Linked DNA regions of Sus scrofa: region 2 is linked to region 1. A link is a contact called in public Hi-C data. All regions are on one chromosome and are shown on one strand. Each heading gives the region's core, a stretch centred on a gene start, on an enhancer-like site or on the middle of the called end of the contact. The rest is flanking DNA. Distances are from core to core; before and after follow the strand shown.

The links. Hi-C and Micro-C count contacts between places; a contact is called where the count stands out from the background.
Region 2: a Hi-C map of skeletal muscle shows a contact between it and region 1, with 8 times the contacts expected there. The contact joins the promoter of SLC8A3 here to the enhancer-like site in region 1. A contact is called at or near these places in 6 of 47 Hi-C or Micro-C datasets (embryonic fibroblasts, psoas muscle and skeletal muscle) and 1 of 2 datasets of contacts at active chromatin or transcription factors (skeletal muscle).

What each region holds. Positions count from the first base shown.
Region 1 is chr7:93,761,470-93,764,876 of Sscrofa11.1, forward strand. The region is part of intron 2 of SLC8A3 (sodium/calcium exchanger 3); the gene reads right to left. Among named protein-coding and RNA genes, the nearest start is that of SLC8A3, 34 kb to the right of the region's middle. Within about 2 kb of position 1,757, at least 12 of the 83 cell types and tissues checked have an H3K27ac peak or open chromatin away from gene starts, as enhancers often do. A contact at or near this core is called in embryonic fibroblasts and skeletal muscle, where this site is marked.
Region 2 is chr7:93,795,688-93,799,094 of Sscrofa11.1, forward strand. It overlaps SLC8A3 (sodium/calcium exchanger 3), which reads right to left and starts at 1,796. Exons shown (of 8, transcript XM_013989127.2): 1 at 1,585-1,796.

The DNA of each region.
Region 1 (3,407 bases), core at 507-3,006:
CTTGCGCTTACTGTCCTCCTCCTCTAACCATGGTCCTCGATGCCCTCAGACTCCAAGGGGACACAGCATCAAAGAGGCCCCCTCAAGTGGAACACATGGTCCTGAGCCAGCCTTGCCCTGTTCCCCAGGCAGTCGGCCAAAGGATCATCTGCTGGTAGTTCCTGATGGTTAAGTGACTCAAACAAGGATCCTCTGTCCACCGGCCTGGGCACGGGTGGGTATGAGCCAGCAGTCAAGAGTGATGAGTCCAGACTTCTGAGCTGGGCATTAAGGAGTTTATTTGGCCCTTGCCAAATTCCTTGGGGCCAGTTGCCCCTGAATTAAAGGACAGCCAACTCTTACTGTTAAGGAAGAGTGCCCCAAGCCCTCTTAACTCCTTCCATATGAGGAGAAAAAGCCTGCTGCTTTCAGCTTCATCATCTTATTCTGACGCAAACATGTGTAACATAGTTGAAAGAATATGTGATTTATAATCAGAAGATCTAGGTTCGGACACTTAACCCTTAAAAGCTCTGTGTTCTAAGGTATATTACTTACTATTTCTTAAACTCAGTTGCCTAATCAGAGAGAAGAAAATGATACTATTAACCCTAAAGGTATGACAAATCCTTTACTTTTACAAGCGGGATTTTATGTTTTCATATAAATATTAGAAGTTGGACTACGTAAAAACAACAACAGTAATCTTCCCCTAAGGTCTGAACCATGCTGAAGCCTAGACAACCAATACTGGGCCCCATATTCTGATATAGTCTCCAGAATAGTCTGATCTCCCCTGGGGGGGTGGTCACCCTCTGAAAAACATCTTTAAAAAATAAGTGCCTAATAGTTTCAAAATTTTACATCAGTTAGTTCCTTTGAAAGTCAGCCTGTGGTTGTGTTTATTCTCTCCCTTTAAGCCCCAAAATAGAAAGTATGTCTTCTTCTAACAGTCCACACAGTTTAATTAAAATGTCATTTCTCTCTACTTTGGCTAGAACTATATTAACTCACTGTGGTAACACTCATTATTTTTTGCTGTATTTTACAAAGAAAATGGAAATCTAATTTTCATCTAAGAATCTTCTGACACATGGGTTCCATGAGGAGGGGTAGGTCATTAAAATGGCCTGTGGCGGGGGCTGGTTGGGAACCACTAGTCTGGTTTATGAAACCCACTGGGTTAGCAAGGGTTCTGGAAGATTCTAGTCTGACAAGAAGGTATCTGCTTCACGTGTCCTGTGAGGATTTATGTCACCGTGGATTCATCCAGGGACTAGAAGGTTCTGTCCTAGAGAACAGGATGAAGAAGAGAGTGACTGAATGAGGTTTCTCCCTGTAAGACTGGCCCAGTATTAGAGAGACAGTGGCAGCTTTATACTAATAATGGAGACTCCTACTTCTTTTATCCCATGAAGTTCTTTCCATCTCTCATCCCAGGATGAGAGTTGGCAGATATTTGGCTTTTCTTGTCACATCCATAGTCGAGTCCAGGTACAGCCTCAAAAATTCTTTCCAAGACGGCCCCTTGGACAACCACAACCAACTGACTGGAGCTGACACACAAAGAGTCCTATTTACACCCAGCCCTGTGCCCTGGGACACAGGGAACCTGACAGAGTCACACACTGTGCCACCTGGAGAGGAGAAGACTCTGGTTTCCAGGGAGTTCCTGGAAAGGCATCAAGTTGCAGCGGCAATGATAAGGGGGTGGGGGTGCCTGCCGGATCAGGCTAAGTCCAGCTGAGCAGCTGTCTAGCAGGGGAGGGGCAGGCAGGGAAAGACTGTCATTCTATCCCTGGCAAGCATGAGGAGCAGGGAAGCTTTCTGTGCTAGTCGGGAACACAGGCTGCTCTGGAAACCCAAACCCAGGAAGAGGTTTTGAAAGTGACTCAGTACCCAAATAGTGCACCCGAAAATGACAGCAGATCATCCTCTGACGCTGGTCTCCCAGAGAGGACACACCAGAAGAGGGCGAAGGGGGAGGAGTGACCCTGGTAGCCTGGAGATCTGTGCCACTGAGCATCATCTCCTAGGAATGTTTCTGTTGATCTGGGCGAGGCCAGTTAACTCTTGGCCTCTGAGTCTGTGGTCAGCTTGATGAATACAGTAGGGCTGAGGGCTCCAGAGGTGGCTGTTTCTCCTCTTCTCCAGCCTACAGCCCCAGCATTGACCACTGTCAAATCAGCGCTCTCTCCAAGGCACTGGAAACCTCATACACTGTATTGTTTTGAAGTGACGGATTATTGTCTCATCAGGGACTTCCTTCTCACAGTAGCACTGTCCACCACTTAAAGACACAACGGCTCAGGGAGCTTTACATGGAAACCCCTGGCAGCTTCATTTTCCCACCCCACCACCCAGTTATGGCAAGTGAACTGCCAAGTTGGGATGGCCAATAACTTGGTTTGACACACGGCAGCCAACATGTGTCTGGCCAGAGGGCTCTGACACAATTAGGTTGGAGAAAAAAAACGGGGTGGGATGGGGTAGAGGGACAGCAGATTCTGTCCCTTGGGACTGTGAGCTAGAAGAATAGAAAGATCTTTCCAGATAATAGCTCTGAGATAGGACTGCTGGGCTGGGAGGTACCATGATGAGCTGGAAGCAGTAAGGGAGAGGGCCACAGAGGGAAGCAGGAGGCAGAGACCAGGTGGCTTAGAGGGAGAGCATCAGAAAGAGAAGGTTGTCCCTAGGGCTCCACGGCCTCAGATGGCTTTCTCATACCAGTTCCAGTCTATGCTGGATCCTTACAATTCAACCTTCTTGTCTTAACATACAAACACTTTGTGGTGAAGGGGGAAAAGAGCACCAGAGCGAGTGGCTTGTTTCCTGGGAGATATCAGTCTTCTTGGTGTCCTCACACAGCTAGGATTTTTGTTTGTCTGGTTTTTTTTTTTTTGGTTCTGTTTTTTGTCTTTTTAGGGCCACACCCACGCATTTGCAAGTTCTCAGGCTAGCGGGTGAATCAGAGCTGTAGCTGCCAGCCTACATCACAGCCAGAGCAATGCGGATCTGAGCTGCATCTCACCACACCACCACAGCTCATGGCAATGCCAGATCCCTAACCCACTGAGCGGAGCTAGGGGTGGAACCCATGTCCTCATGGATGCTAGTTGGGTTCGTTACCGCTGGGCCAACATGGGAACTCCCCACATGGCTAGTTCTTTGTCCAAATGCCGGGCTTTCTTGAGGGATACTCACAGCTCCTTCTTGGTCATTCAAAGAATCATCAATCAGACAGTAAACAGAAGGCAACTGAAGTACAGATGCCAAAAGTGTGAAGGAAGAGGATGTAGGGAATAGGATAAGAATAAAAGAGGAGGGAGGACTCAAGGATGCGGGGAGGAAGGCACTGAGCACGAGCAGGAGTGGAAACCACAGCACGTGCAGCGCCTAGAGCATATGCAGCAGAGAAAGAAGAGAGG
Region 2 (3,407 bases), core at 546-3,045, 34 kb after region 1:
AGAACACAGGATGGGAGAAACCCTCCTTCTCCCCGCCCCCTTGGCTGCCGCCAGCGGGTGCGCTGGGGCTGCGGTTCCCGACCCGCGGCGGTGGAGTCCCGAGGTTGGGGTGCGCGCGTGCGTGTATACACGCAGGCGCGCGCCGAGTAGGTAACGCGCTCCCCTCCTAGCCCCCAAACCCGGCGGGCACTCACAGCCCCAGAAGCGCAACACGCCCTGGCACAGCCAGCACACACATGCACACATGCATCCAGCACGCAACACGGCACTCAGCCTCTCCAGTGCGCACCCGCCAGTAACCCAGCAAACCAGACACCCGACAGCACACACAAGCTCAATCACCTCCTTTCTGCGATAACTCCCCGTTTCCCCCACCCCGTAGCCACTAACGCTGCCAGAAGGCCGCCCCCCACCCCCTTCCCGGCACTGTATGCAACCGAGTACACTTTCCAAGGCACCCTCCCCCCACCTCTTATGACACTAAACCCACAAGAAGATAGTTCATATGAATGATCTTGAGAAAGAACTTAATTAACACCATGACTGACAAGCAGGAACCCTCACGGGGACACCCCTACCCACCCCCCAACCCCTGCCTCCCTGGCCTCGGCTGCCCGCTAAGGGGGAAGGGCTGGAGGCTCACCCAATTACTCACCGTTTCCTCTCAGTCTCGAGCGCGGTGGGCAAATGAGGGGGTGAGGAAGATGCGCGATGCCCCCGCCGCCGGGCTCCTCACCGGCCGCAGCGGTTCATCGCCCCCGCGGGCTGCCCGCCGGCCGCAGCGGCGTCCGGGGCATGTCAGTCCGCCGCCGCCGCCCGCCGGCCGGGCTCGTGGGCTCGCAGCTTTCAGGGAGCTGCGGGGCAGCGCATCCGGAGCGTGAGGGCTGGGGCAGAGCAGGGGGTCTGGGGAAGGGTCCTTGGATTCAAGGATCAGGAAGAACACCTCTGAAGACCCCCCGGGAAACCCAGACCGGGGTCGCGGGCTCGGGACTAAGCCCTGGAGAGGCCCGGAGTCCCGGCCGCCGGCAGCGAGGGCGGGGGGGCGAGGGGATCCCTGCCGGGAGGGGCAGCAAGGCTAGCAGCCCGGCGCGCCCTGGCGGCTCCGAGGGACCCCGGCTTGCAGTCGCGTCGCCGGGGCTTTCCCGGGGCTGGGAGCGCGCCGGCCCTCCGCCTCTCACGCCGTCACCGCGGGAGACGTCTCGGCCTCGCCGCGCGCGGAGGGGACGCGCGGAGGGGATGGTTTCTGGGCGAGCCGCGAGCTTTGCCCATTAAGCTGCAGCGAGAAGCCAAATCAAAAAGCCAATCTCCAAGCCTCCAAACCCAACGTCACCCTATCAGCTGGGAGGGAGAGAGCCGCACGGAATGACAAGCCGCGCATATTTATCCTCGCGCGCCGATGGGGGTAATTTTCTGAGAGCTTCCCGACCAACAGCGGGGAAGCCGAGCCGGTATCTCGCGTCCAGAGAGCCCCCAGGACCGAATGCGGACGGAACCCCTAGACCACAGCCACCCACCCAATCGTTGGATCCCGGTGCCCGGCGCCTCCCGACCGGCGGCAGTTCCGAGACGGCGGAGCGTCCTGACCTGGATTCCGCGGCGTCCAGAGCTCCGGGCAGCGGCGGGGAGGGCGGGCAGGAGGGCGCTCAGCACCGGCTTTCCCCTTGTCCTCAGGAGACGCCGCCTGCAATTCCGAAATTAAGTCTCCACCAAACACATCTGTGGTTTTTAAATATAGCAGGGGACGATTACCCAGGCAGGGTCCACCCAGGCCTAGGGGAGGGGTTGAGGGGGGATGGAGGTAGGCACTGGAGGGAAAATAAAACTCCTTTCCCCCCACCCCTTCTTCTTCTTCTCCTCCTTTTTTTTTTTTTTTTTTCCTTCTGTTCTTGGTGCAGAACTCTGTCATTTTCTCAACCCAAATCAAACAACAGCTTGTGACAGGCGCTTGAGCGAGCGCTGGTATGTTGGCTTTGGGGTTTTTAAGGCTAAAAATAAGAGGGGGGCTGTCTCTCAAATTGCTGCTTATGCTAGGCCTGGAGTCTAGAAGAGAGATGGTCCTTTGATGCAGCAATAGAACCAGGGTTTGGGGCTTGGCTCATGCAAAGTGTACACATGCAGCCTTAAATCAGATGCCCCTAATTACTGCTATATTTGTCAGGCTTGGTTCTGGAGGCATGAGGGGTGTGCAGGCCTCTCCTAAGAACGGGGTTACACACCCCTAGTTTGTGGATGGCGTTAGGCAGATGTAAGATGGGCATGGTGGCCAGCCCTTTGTAGAGACACCTGTGCAGCTTCTGGGATAGAATATAAAGGTAAGGCAGTCGTTCCTCTCAGGGCTCTGCTGTTTGATGCCAAGTATGATGGGCCAACCAGTGAGAAGAACACTTAGCAAGTCTCAGCACCCCCTTTAGGCCAAGCACCCAGTTAAAGAATTTGATTGCCTTCTTTCAGGTCATCCTCTCAAAACTCTAAGAGACAGGTACAATTACTAACTCCATTTTTCTCAAGGATATTGAGCCTTACGTTAAATAACCATCTTAAGGACACAGCAGCAGAACCAAAGACTGGAATGAAGTGGAATCGGCTGGAGTTTCACTGATAACAACAGTACACACAACTTTCCAGATCCCTGGCTCCTCTGAGGACTGCTCTGGAACAAGATTTGGTCCAAAGAGATGAAGTGGGCATAGGAGCTAGGGTGGCATGTGAGTTCTTTCCTGGTGCTCTGACTGGTGCTCCTTCAGCAAATCACATGGAGGTTTCCATCCTGAGGCTGAGTCCTGGATGCCCTCCGTCCTAACAGAGCCCTGTGATCTCAGATCCCTGAACATTTATGGGCCTTGAATCCAGTTAGAGTGAGGGCTGAGACACTGACTCTGTAAGATTTCAATAACTTCTAACAGTGTGGGATTTCAGGATATGTCAATTGGTGGAATTTACTTTGTGTCTGTTTCCATGGAGATCCATGATGCTGACTGGTCTACAGTCAAGACCAGGAGGTAGCTGGTGGACCCATAAATTGGTACAGCTTTTAGGGAGGACAGTTTTGAAAGACATAGCAAATTCCTTAAAAAATGTGAACCTCTTTTGCTATAGTCATTTTAATGGTAGAAATTTATTCTATGGCAGTACTGAAGGATGTGCTCAAATATTTAGTTACAAGCATATTTATGGTGTGTTTACAGTAGTGAAAAATTTGAAGCATTTTAATTTTCCAGCAGGGAGAATTGGTTGAGTAGGTCATGTTACATTTTCATAACAGTGTATTCTACTCCTAAAAAAATGCTGAAGCAGGAGTTCCCATTGTGGCACAGCGGAAACAAAGCCAACTAGTATCCATGAGGACACAGGTTTAATCCCTGGCCTTGCTTAGTGAGTTGGGGAATCTGTTGCCATGAGCTGTGGTG